Regions from separate parts of the Sus scrofa genome. Here regions 1, 2 and 4 are each linked to region 3. The links are chromatin contacts, called in public Hi-C and HiChIP or PLAC-seq maps. All regions are on one chromosome and are shown on one strand. Each heading gives the region's core, a stretch centred on a gene start, on an enhancer-like site or on the middle of the called end of the contact. The rest is flanking DNA. Distances are from core to core; before and after follow the strand shown. Region 1 holds the start of UNC119 (protein unc-119 homolog A). Region 2 has its middle 8.0 kb from the start of MIR144. Region 3 holds the start of NEK8 (serine/threonine-protein kinase Nek8). Region 4 holds the start of PHF12 (PHD finger protein 12).

The links. A called contact is a pair of places that touch in the nucleus more often than the background predicts. HiChIP or PLAC-seq counts read pairs in DNA pulled down with a chosen protein or histone mark.
Region 1: an H3K27ac HiChIP or PLAC-seq map of alveolar macrophages shows a contact between it and region 3. The contact joins the promoter of UNC119 here to the promoter of NEK8 in region 3. A contact is called at or near these places in 1 of 47 Hi-C or Micro-C datasets (blood) and 1 of 2 datasets of contacts at active chromatin or transcription factors (alveolar macrophages).
Region 2: a contact with region 3 is called in a Hi-C map of fetal liver, with 1.7 times the contacts expected there. The contact joins the enhancer-like site here to the promoter of NEK8 in region 3. A contact is called at or near these places in 2 of 5 promoter capture datasets (fetal liver and liver), 3 of 47 Hi-C or Micro-C datasets (embryonic fibroblasts, fetal liver and liver) and 1 of 2 datasets of contacts at active chromatin or transcription factors (alveolar macrophages).
Region 4: a Hi-C map of liver shows a contact between it and region 3, with 2.8 times the contacts expected there. The contact joins the promoter of PHF12 here to the promoter of NEK8 in region 3. A contact is called at or near these places in 1 of 5 promoter capture datasets (liver), 4 of 47 Hi-C or Micro-C datasets (embryonic fibroblasts, liver and subcutaneous adipose tissue) and 1 of 2 datasets of contacts at active chromatin or transcription factors (alveolar macrophages).

The regions. Positions count from the first base shown.
Region 1 is chr12:44,806,025-44,808,724 of Sscrofa11.1, forward strand. UNC119 (protein unc-119 homolog A) reads right to left here and starts at 1,310. Exons shown (of 5, transcript XM_003131761.5): 1 at 998-1,310. The coding sequence starts at 1,217. PIGS (phosphatidylinositol glycan anchor biosynthesis class S) reads right to left here. Exons shown (of 12, transcript NM_001244339.1): 12 at 2,307-2,700.
Region 2 is chr12:45,095,665-45,098,469 of Sscrofa11.1, forward strand. No RefSeq gene overlaps it. Among named protein-coding and RNA genes, the nearest start is that of MIR144, 8.0 kb to the left of the region's middle. Within about 2 kb of position 1,262, at least 10 of the 83 cell types and tissues checked have an H3K27ac peak or open chromatin away from gene starts, as enhancers often do. A contact at or near this core is called in fetal liver and liver, where this site is marked.
Region 3 is chr12:44,961,740-44,964,439 of Sscrofa11.1, forward strand. It overlaps NEK8 (serine/threonine-protein kinase Nek8), which reads left to right and starts at 1,356. Exons shown (of 16, transcript XM_021067481.1): 1 at 1,356-2,090. It overlaps TLCD1 (calfacilitin), which reads right to left and starts at 1,284. Exons shown (of 3, transcript XM_013989985.2): 1 at 891-1,284; 2 at 326-581. The coding sequence starts at 1,084.
Region 4 is chr12:45,173,413-45,176,161 of Sscrofa11.1, forward strand. It overlaps PHF12 (PHD finger protein 12), which reads right to left and starts at 1,343. Exons shown (of 16, transcript XM_005656997.3): 1 at 1,241-1,343; 2 at 670-1,089; 3 at 1-22. The coding sequence starts at 735.

The sequences.
Region 1 (2,700 bases), core at 60-2,559, 160 kb before region 3:
TGCCATGAGACTTCCTGGTCCTTGTTGCCTGCCTCTGGTGACCCCCTCCCCTGCCCTGAATGCCCAGTTGTCTGCCTCTCAGCAGCAGCTATGAGCAGTCCTGTGGGGCCCTCAGTACTATTGATAAAAGAGCCCTATTTACAGGGCATGCACAACGCCAGGCACGGTGCAAAATCAGAGGATTTATTTTCACAATAGCTCTGTAAGGTAGGAGTTATTATCCCCATTTTACAGGTGAATATGTGCAGAGAGGTGAAGTTATGAGCCCAAGATCATACAGCCAATTACACGACAAAGCTGGAAGTTCAGCTTAGGCAGGTCGAGCTCAGAAACTCAGCCACAGTGGAGACTTGGCCTCCCAGAAGAGGTCAGGCCCTAGTCCAGGCTGCGTGGGGTGGCGCGGGGGGGGGGGGGGGCATTCATTAACCCACTCCCTTGAGAGAGCCCAGAGCCAACCCACTGAAGTTTCCTCTTCAGGTTCTTTCCGGGGTAGGAGGATGGCTTCAGACTTCCTGGGGTGTCCAGGGTGAGGGCATTAACGATCAGGGAGACAGGAGGGTTTTGATACCACCCAAGTAACTCTGCCTCCACCAAGCCTCCAGGGTGGAGACTGAGGACAGACTGCCCTTAGCCCCCCTCCTCGTTATTGCAGAGAAAATCTTCACAGGGTTCTGAGGACTGTGGGGAAGGGGTCACAGTAGCAGCTGCTGCCCACCTCCACCCTTGGAAAAGGGGGATAGACTCTTCAAAAAGGAAAGAGTCGGGTGGAAAGAAATCTCTACAGAAAGAAGGGGGCACAGAGAGATATCAAAGGAAGGAGGTACATGGAGATCTCAGGCCCAGAGGCAGAAGGATAGGGGACACCGGCCAGGGAGACCCGGGTGGGGGAGGGGAGGCAGGGGAGGGAGGGAAAGGGGGCGGGGGCCCGGGCTCCGCGCGCCTCGAGGGCCCTCTCTAGCTCCCGCCTGCCGGCGGCGTTCCCTCGCTTGGTGCTCACCGCCCGTGATCCGCTGCAGCCCCAGCACGTCCTCCGGCCCGATCGGCTGCTTCCTCTGCAGCGGCCCCGGCCTGGGCCCCGAGCCTGCCTCCGGCTCCGACTCGGACCCGGACCCGGATTCCGCCTGCGGCTCCAGCTTGGGCTCCACGCTTGGGCCCGAGGCCCCTGAAGCGGGCTCCGCCGCCGTCCCGGCCCCGCCGCCGCCCTTCTTCACCTTCATGGCCTCGCGGGGCCGCGGCTCGCCTGCTGCCGCCGCGGCTGCCTGCGCCGGCTGGAGCAAAGGGGGAGCGTCCGCAGCCCCGCCCCCGCCGGGGCCCCAGGTACCGCCCCGCCCCCGGGGTGGGCCCAGAACTGGCCCCGCCCACCGCCCGCCCACCTGAGCTACTCACGCGGGCAGGGTTGAGGCTCGCTCCCAGGTTCTCTCATTTTTGTTCCCACTTTTATCTGTAGGAATTTTAAGGCTACCTTCTCCTTACTCGCTGTACTCCAGCCGCTCCGCCCTTCTCTCCGCCCCTCAAAAGAGTTCCCGCCTCAGGGTCTTTGCCTGGGATGCTCTTCCCCCAGAAGGCCTCCTCTTGTCCTTCTAGTCTCAGCTCAAATACCTCTGCTCAGAGGCCCTCTCAGACTCACAATCTCAAGTACCAATACCAACCCCCAGTCACTATCTGATCAGCCTATTTTTTCTTTCTAAAGCATTATCTGAAATTAGTTTCGTTTGTTCACTCTTTCCCCCTTAAAGACCAATTACTTAAAAGCAGAGGTCCTATCCGTTCTCTAAAATACCACTCAGCACCTTGCATAATGCCCACTGCAGCCTGTGCTCAATACAGCTGGCCCTTGAACGACATGAGTTTGAAGTGTGTAGGGCCACTTATATGTGCACTTTTTTCCAATAAAAAATACTACACAATGGAAGGTTGGGTGAAACTGCAGATGCGAAACTGCTAATACCCAGGGCCAATGATAAATTATACTCTGATTCTGAATGCACCGGAAGGTGGGTGTCCCAACCCCTGCATTCTTAAAGGGTCAATTTTATTTTATTTTTGAATTTATGAATTAGTTAGTATCTGAGGGCTTACACCAGTAAAAGCTATTCTCTCCCAAACCCCCTGCTAGACAAGCCAGGACACACTGAGGGACAATAGCCTACAAGATTCTAGCCACCACAGGGCCCTCCAAGATAGGGAGGCAGGAAGGGCACATAGCCAGTAGAAGCAAAGTGGACCAGTGAGCCCAGGAGGACAGGCATCAGGAAATCATTACTTAAAACACAAATGAATGAAAGTTACACTCATACTTCATATAATTCCAATTCACATTCAACCAACGTTTATTGAGAGCCTAGAATATGCCAGACACTTTCACATGCTCATCCATTTAATACTCACAACCACCTTGTAAGGGAGGTATCAGTGCTATTTTTAAATGAAAAACTGAGGCTCAGGGAGGATTAAGTGGCCTACTCAAAGCTCCCCAGATGATAAGGGCAGAAGCAAGGGTTTGAATTCAGATGTGTTTGATCCCAAGTCCGGAATTTTCCCCACCGCACCATACTGCCTCTAGGTAAAGATAAAGGCAACCTCTGCCACACACAGCAATAGGCTGCACCCAACAGGTGTAGCCAGCCTGGAGCAAGGGGAGTAAGGGAGAAGGCCCCAGAGGTGACAGGAGCCCAGCCCTTTCCATGGGAGCAGTGCTAG
Region 2 (2,805 bases), core at 12-2,511, 130 kb after region 3:
CTGCTGTGGGCCAACCCCAACCCGACTGCAATCCTCTCTCCCTCCTTTGACCTCCTTGCACGGAGCTCACATGACCTGGAATCACAGGCCATCTGCGGCTTGAACCAGAGCCTCAGCCTGCTCGGTTCGGGAGTCATACCTTAGAGTTCTTGCTTTTCTTCCAGCCCAGGCCTGACTCAGAGCCGGAAGGAAAAAGCACAGCTGTGGATCTGTCAGAGGTTGGGCTCCACCACAACCTGCCCAGTGGGCCTGGGCCCTGCCCTGCTCTTAAAGCCTTGGCTTCCTTTTCATAAAATGGACTTAAAATGCCTTCTATTTCATGATCTTTTTTGTTTGAGGGCTGCACCTGCAGCATATGGAAGTTCTCAGGCTAGGGGGTCGAATCACAGCTGCAGCTGCCAGCCTACACCACAGCCACAGCAACACGGGATCCGAGCCATGGATTGAACCTGCAACCTCATGGATACTAGTCAGGTTCTTAACCTGCTGAGCCACGATGGGAACTCCTCTATTTCATGATTGTTGAACAGATGAAGTGAGATGGAGGAGGTGAAAATTTCTAACCTGGAGCCTGGCTCATATATAACAGGAGGTCAGGAAATGGCTTTGCATCGGGCTTTGCTGCTCATCCTCCCTGGGGGAACGGCAGTGTGTGTGTGGGGCAGGTGTGCTCACTCACCTACCTGCTGCACACTGCCTAGGCTCATAGTGAGGCAGAACTAGAAACGTGGCAAACCACACCTCCCTAAGCCTGTTCATCAGCTCCTAGTCCCTGCTCTCTCCGTCAGCGGCAGCCCCCATGTCCAGACTCAGGCCATGCCCGCCCCAGCCTCCCGGCACAGTCCTGAAGGCAGCTGTGAGGTGGGAAAAGATCTCCAGGGAGCCTGGGTGTCCCTCCCTCCTCAAATCCTTCCCGCCATCAGCAAGGCCCTCACTTCTCTCCCTCCCAGCCAGGACCACCTGTGCGCTTCACAGCTGTTATGAAAGAGATAGGCAGCCGGGATTATCAGGCCAGACAAGGTTCCTGTGACAGTTCCCTGCCCCCACCCCGCCCCAGGCAAAGGTCCCAAGGCTCTTAACCCCCTCTGTGCTGGGCCCTCAGGCCCAGGGACTGGGCATAGCAGGGAATGGGAGTAAGCCCTGGGCCCCCTACCCAGTTCCCAAACTGGAGTCAGAAGCACAAGGAGCCCAGTCTGCACCTGGGCCCTCGGCTGCCACATCCTGGATCCATGGCAGACCAGGTGAGGAGGGACAGCCTGGGCAGGCCTTTACAGGCATGGACAAAGGCCCTGTCCTCTCCACTCCCCTTCCTGAGCCTGGTTCCAGGCTCTGCGGAAGAGGTCAGGTGCTCCCCGCACTCCAAGTTCATGGGCTTTAGCATAAGGGCTGATGCCCCCCTCCCCAATCATCGCCCCTTTCCTTGCTTGCTTCGGCATCCTTCACGCCGCTTTCAGTAAGCCCGCTGCCTAAGGCCCCTCTGGTCCTCTCCTCTGGCCAGTCCGCTGCCCCTGCCACTAAGGTTAACCAGGGCCATCTCAGAGTTTGGTCCCAGTGCGGCCACCAGGGCCTCCCTTTTCTGAAAGTCAACAGGAAGCAGTGACAAGAGCAGGAGCCTCAGAGTCTGGAAGTCTGGCCGCCAGTCCTGGTTCTGGCTCAGACACTGTGTGACCTTGGGCAAGTTTCTCCACCTCCGTGCTCCTCACTTATTTCATGAGAGAGAGAGGGCAGTAGCTCTTTTCACAGGGTTGGCTCAGGGATTCAAGAAGTACCACATATATATCACTTTAGTGATCCGTCGGCAAATAAAATTAAAATCTGAAAAAAAGGAAAGCCTGCACGAGGGCTTTATAAAGCCAGCTACCAAGCAAATAACACCAGCTCCTCCCACAGGCTAAGTGCTCACAGAGCGCCATGCTCGATGCTAACGTGAGCTGTGCCATCTGGTCCTTGTAACGACTCTCATTGTAGACGGCCCCAGACAGCCCGAGACTCCATCCTTGAGCTTCTTTACGCTCACACTCGTTCCTTCTTTGACCTCACTGTGTTGCATGACTTTAAATACTTCTACACAGTGATGACACACGAATCCCTGCGCCCAGGCCAAGCCTCTCCCCTAAACTAACTGGGAAATCTCCCACTTGCGAATTTCTCTAACAGGCAACTTAAACCTAACATCCATAACCGAGGTCCTGATCCCACCTCCAATCGGCTTCTCCAACTATTTTTCCCATTTCAGTAAATGGCAGCTTCATTTGTCCAGACCAACCAAAAAGACTTGGTGGCAGTTTATTCCTTTATTTTTTTCTTTTGACCACCTGGTGGCAAATGGAGTTCCATAGCCTGGGATCAGATCTGAGACATAGTGGCCACCTAAGTAAGCCACAGCTGTGGCAACGATGGATTCTTAACCCACTGCACCAGCCTGGGGATCAAACCTGCACCCCAGTGCTCCCCCCAGACATCACCAATCCCATTGCACCACAGCGGGAACTCCTATTTTTCAACTTTTAAAAACATTTTATTGAGGTGTAATTGACCATAAAATGTAAGTATTGAAAAATATATATAAAATTTGGCAAGTTTGGACATATGTATACAACCATTGAGACAATTTATTTATTTAGTTAGTTATTTTGTCTTTTGCCTTTTGAGGGCTGTACTCGCAGCATATGGAGGTTTCCAGGCTAGGGGTGACATTGGACCTGCAGGAGTTCCCGTCATGGCACAGCAGAAATGAATCCGACTAGAAACCATGAGGTTGCAGGTTGGATCCCTGGCCTCACTCAGTGGGTTAAGGATCCGGCC
Region 3 (2,700 bases), core at 106-2,605:
TTTCTGGAAGTTGGTGGGAATATGAAGGCTACAAGATTGGGGGCTAGGAAATCCTCCCGTTTGCATCTTTTGGAAACACAGTGTATTCAATACAATTACATTTTGAACCCTATCCACAAGTTCTTGCTATGGGTGGAGTTTTCAGGCAAAGAAAATGAGGCCACGATTGCTGGCCTCAAGTAGTGAAGCAAGGGTACAGAGACTACCAACCCTCAGCATTCTAGCATTAGACCATAGGCCCCTGGGTGGGGTTATCTCCCAGATTCAAAAAGGCTTAGATTAGGTTGCTAGCACCAGGCCTATTCCACATCCCCTGCTCACTTACCATGACGTGATGGACAAGGTATTCCCAAGAAGCCCGTGATTGATGACTAACCACGATATCCACCGTGTCGTGGATGAAATACCCTAGCCGAGGGATGGGGAAGAGGTCATAAACGGGACTGAGCAAGAAACATTCCTGTCCCTCCCAACTACTTAATACGAAGCAAGACCTACCTGCAGAGAAACAAACGAGCAGATAGCCAGAAAGCGACCATGCTGTTTCAATCTCTACCAGCATCTCCGGGGTCTGCCATATACTGGATGGGAGGGAAGAAGGCAGGCGCTTCACTCGGTATCCCCAAGGACCCACAACCATGCCAGTGCCCGGGGAGTCTGGGCTGGTGCTATTGGCTGACCGGGAGCGAGGAGGGGCTTGGCTGAAACCCAGGTGTTCGCCGTTTCCCAGGTGAGAACCCCCCTCCCCTGGGGCTGCAGCCGCTCCTGGTTGGACAGCATTCTAAACCGGGAATCAGGTGAGACTGCCTGGGCCTCAGCCCGCCAATGAGTGATGGGAAGAGTAATGCGGGATCCCCTAGCCGCCTTCACTCCCCCAGTCCTTCACTCACCACAGCAGCGCCCAGGTCCCTGACACAATGGAATGGGCGAAGGAGACGAGCAGGTTGTGCCAGCGCCAGGTGCGCAGGGGGTCGGCGCGCACGTGCGCCGGTAGGGCCAGGCGACAGAGCGCGTGCCGGAGCGCCCGGAAGGTCAGCGTGGCGCCCAGGAGCAGCGGCAGGGCGGGGAGCAGCATTGGGGGCATGCTGACCCTCCCTGCCTTCTGTCTGTTCGCCCTCTAGGCCGCCTCCTCCGGCAGTTCGGGAAAGGGACTTTCTTTTGGGCTGGTCCACCCCCGACGCCTTTCCTGGCGGCCGCCAGCCTCACACACACTGTCTCCGCGGAGCCCTGTAGGCCCCCTTCGCTCCTCCCGTCCCTTCCCGTCCGGCCTCTGCCCCCGCCCCCAACCACCCGCGCCCCCGCCCCGCCCCGCCCTCCTGTCCCCGCCCCTCCGGCGCCTCCGCAGCGCGGAGGGCGAGAGCCCCATTTCCCCTCAGGCCCCCCAGGCCCCGCCAGGCTCCCGCGGACTTTGGGCAAAAGAGGCTGTCCTGGGGCCGCCACCGCCAAGCCACCCCTCGCTGGCGCCTCCCGACTGCCGACGGAGTCCCGCTTCGCTCGCCTGGCCTGGTTAACCCAAATCCCCTGGCGTCCCAGCTCCCCTGCCTGGGCGGGCCCTGAGAGAACTCTCTCCTCCCTTACCTCCTTTACCCGCAAAGCTGGGCGGGACCCGTCACGCACCCACGTCTTTTAAATCCCTAAACCTGGGGACCAGCCGGTGCCCCGTATCCGACGATGATCTCTCAGACCGTATTTTTCCGCTAGCATCTTCAGGCCAGAGTCGAACACGTTTACCTGCCTCTACCTCATCCCGCCCAAGTCACTGCCTAGAATCTGTCGACTAACCTATCACCACCCCTCCTCCCAGCCGGCTCTTGGGCTCCTGGGGCCGCGCGGCAGTCACAGTCCTCCCTCAGACAGTCCCAGCTCTCTTCTCCCCGCTTCCTGGAGGCCGGAGCGGGGAAGACGGCCGATGTGCCCAGGCCACCAGGGTGACCCTCACTTTGCCGGCCAGTGGCCTGGAGCAGTTGCAACTCACGACCGCTAGGTGACAGCCTGTCCTCACGCGGCGTGGGATCCCCTCCCGGCGTACAAGGAAGGAGGTGGTGTTTTTGCCCAAGAGTTAACCAGACTCAGCGAACGAAAGGGCGGAGGTAAAAGAGAAGGGAGTAGTTGGAGCGGGGGTGGGGGGCTGCTCTGAGAGTGAGGGAAAACCAGAAGCCTGAGGCGCCAAGAGGTTTGGGTGTTTGCTCTGCCTCCCCTGATGGCTCCAAGGTTACACATTAACCTCTCTGGGGCTCCGGGTCAACCAAGGCCTGATCAGTTTCTAGGTGAGAACACGGAGTGTCCCAGCTGAGTGGCTTTCCCCCTTGCCCTCCTCTGCTCACAGGGCAGCTTTGTCCGCCGGACACCCTGGCCTGAGCCAGCTACCAACAGGCCCTCATGGGGCCTTTCCAGTGGTCATTCCACGTGGGTAGTTTTGGGTACCCTTTCAAGGGCCAGGGTGGGAACAGAAGATAAACACCCCTTTCCTCACGTTCCTCACCCACTCAGAAATAGGGACGCTATCCCTTAGCTAATCATCGTCCTTCCTGCTACCTTAACTGAGATTTTATAGAGGTCATGAAGGGCAGAAGGCGGTGGGTAGACACCTGGAATTAAACTCACTTCCGGCCAAGATCTTAGACTATTGTACTACTAACCAGCCCCCCACCTCTGGGCAGAAGATTTGAACCCATATCAGGCGAATGATTCTTTCCTCCT
Region 4 (2,749 bases), core at 93-2,592, 210 kb after region 3:
GAGCCAGCAGAGCCTGGATTTGCTGCACACACATACAAATGGCGTGTGTGCACACTCGGAGCTCCCGGGCGGTCCGTCGCCCCCCCGGCGCAGCTTCTCTGTCACCCACCCTTCTCCCCCCTTTTGTCCTTCTTCCTCCCATCCAGGCTGCTCCCAGAACCTCTCAGCCCCCGGAACAGGGGAGCCCACCCTAACCGCGTTCCTGCAGCACAACAACGAGAACGGCTTCTTCCAAATGGGGAGGATCAGGGTAGGGGGGATGGGGAGAGGGTGTGCGGTTCCCTTCTCGCCACTTCCTTGTATGGACAGTGGGGGACTCCAAAGCGAGGCTCGGGAGAGGCCTGAAGCTCGGTACCCGGACGTGCTGGGGGAAGCACAAAGGGGCCGACAAGAAGGGGGTGGGGAGGCCCGCCGGTGCAACGCGATGGAGTGGGTTGGCGCTTCGGGAGAGCGAATCGAGGGCGGCGGGTAGGTGAAACTGCTGCAAACGTCCTCGGCGGCTGAGCTCAGCCCCCCGAGTTGCAAAGATGGGAGGGAGCGTCTGGGTGAGAAGAGCCCCCCCCCTTCCCCGGCCCTCTTGCGCTGCGAGCTCAGGACCGGCTTTGTGGGGCGGAGGGCGGAGGTTCTCTACTGGCGCTAGGGAAAAGAAATGAGGAGGGCCACTCTTACCTCCATCAGCCCCCCCGACGTGTCCAAGTCGTACACGATCGTCTTGGTCTCCATTTTCTCCCACATTCATCCACCTCCCGGGCTGGGCGCTCTCTGCTCCGGCCCCCCCAACCCCGGGGGGAGGGGGTAGCGGGGGGAGGGGGCGCTCCTGACCCCGGCCCCCCTTCTTTTTTACCAACACGGGTCCCGACTTCTTCGCCCTGGCTCCCCCCACCCCCCGGCCCCCAGTCCCCGGGACGACAGCGTCCTCCCACGGGCCGTGAGGGGGAGCGGCCCCTCAGCCCCGGCCCGGCGGCTGGCTGCACGGTGGGTCCCGGCTCCGGGGGTCAGGCCTCGGCGGGGCCTAGTCCCACAGGCTAAAGCCGGCGCTGGCGACCGCTGGTCCGGCCGGGAAGGCTGGCGGGCGCTGCCATCCCGGGGCTGGGGGGATCGGAGGGGGGGTGAGAGGTTAGGTGAGGTTGTGGTACGTGAGGTGACTGCGGGGAGGGTGATGGGGGGTGGTCCCCGGGCTCCGCCTCTCGCCGCTGCCGCCGTCTGCGTCCCGGCTGCCGCGCACTTGGCGCAAACTTACCGCGAGCGCCCGCAAAGCCACCCGCGCAGGCGCCCCGGGATCGCCGCTCGCCGCGCGCAACCGCAGTGACAGCCGGCGGCCGGGCTCCCGCGCAGCCGCAGTGAGGGGGTACCCCCCAGCGCGCAGCCGCGCTGGCATTCGTCTGGAGCACCGAAGCCCCGCCTTTCTGCCCTGCGCCAGCGTACTGAGGTAAAAGGGCGGGACCTGAGGTCTCGCGCAGGCGCCTGGGCGAGCTGGTAAGGGTCATAGCGCAGCCGCAGGAACAGGAGGACCCTTCATCCATTGGAGTTTGTGAATAGCCCAAGAGCACCCGGTTCCCGCGCAGGCGTGTTAAGGATGCTCCCCTCTCGCCCCACAACAACGCAGCCGGCTCCCGCGCAGGCGTGTTGTTACCTGTAGGCCCTCACAAGAGTGCTTATACTTTCGCCATTTTGGTAATGATATATAGGCTATCGTGTCCTTGGAGTCCTTAGGCATGAACAGAAAGGAGCAAAGTGTAGTGCTGGCTGGACTGATAGGCCGTACTCCTAAGGATGTCGTACTGGACTGTCAGGTTCCAGCGTCAGGTGTGGCTGGACCAGGCGCCATATTGGTAAAGATAAAAGAAAAGCCATTGCAACGGAAAACGATGTTTTCGGTGTCGGGTTGGATGGCTACTGTTCCCAATTCCCTCCCGATCCCGACAGTAAATTTTAGCTTGAGCATGCTTGCCTTTGCTAGTGATGGCACCATGGAGAGCTCTCCGTTACGACTTGACCACTATCTCTGAGAACCACTCTCCGAAAGGAAGCCAAAAGCGAAGTTTGTAATGCTGACAACGCCCAGCTACCTGCCTACTGTGGACTTCAATTCCCAGTTTGCAACGCGCAAAGGGGCCAAAGGGCGAACGGGAGCGCATTGCACCCTGGAAGCAAGAATCGCGATGGGTCTGGTGGATTGTGGGAGCCGTAGTTCCATGTGCGTGCGATGCAGTGTGCAGTAGGATGAACTGGGGGAAGAGTGATTTGCCTGCCCGGAAGAGATACTTTTTATAGCTTCAGTGTGGTATGCTGGGATTTGTAGTCTGAAGGCCTCACTGAAATTCTGGGCAGGACTTCAGCTCCCTCCTCTGTGATCGCCCTCCCCTTGGTCTCATCTTCGGAGATGGCCTGTTGTCTCTGCCTGACTGTTGATGGAGCGAAGGAGAAGGGAGTGGCATCATTGTGCCTGACACTAGGCATTTAGTTGGCGTTTTTACCAGATATCCTGGGCAGGTAGCCTGGTTCACTTTTGATGTTAAGGTATCCTTAGCATTCTCAGAAACCTAAAACTGGAAAGGGTTTAAAGAGCATCTGTATTAATCCCCTCATTTCCAGAGGCACAGAGAAGAGTAGTGATTTGCATATTTCACATAATGCATTTATGGCAGACCTAGGAATGAAAAAGATTTGATTCCCAAGTTAGGACACTATCTATCTGCCTGTGAGGAGATGCTGCTTCTTTTGGGATGATAAAGTGGATAGGGTAAGG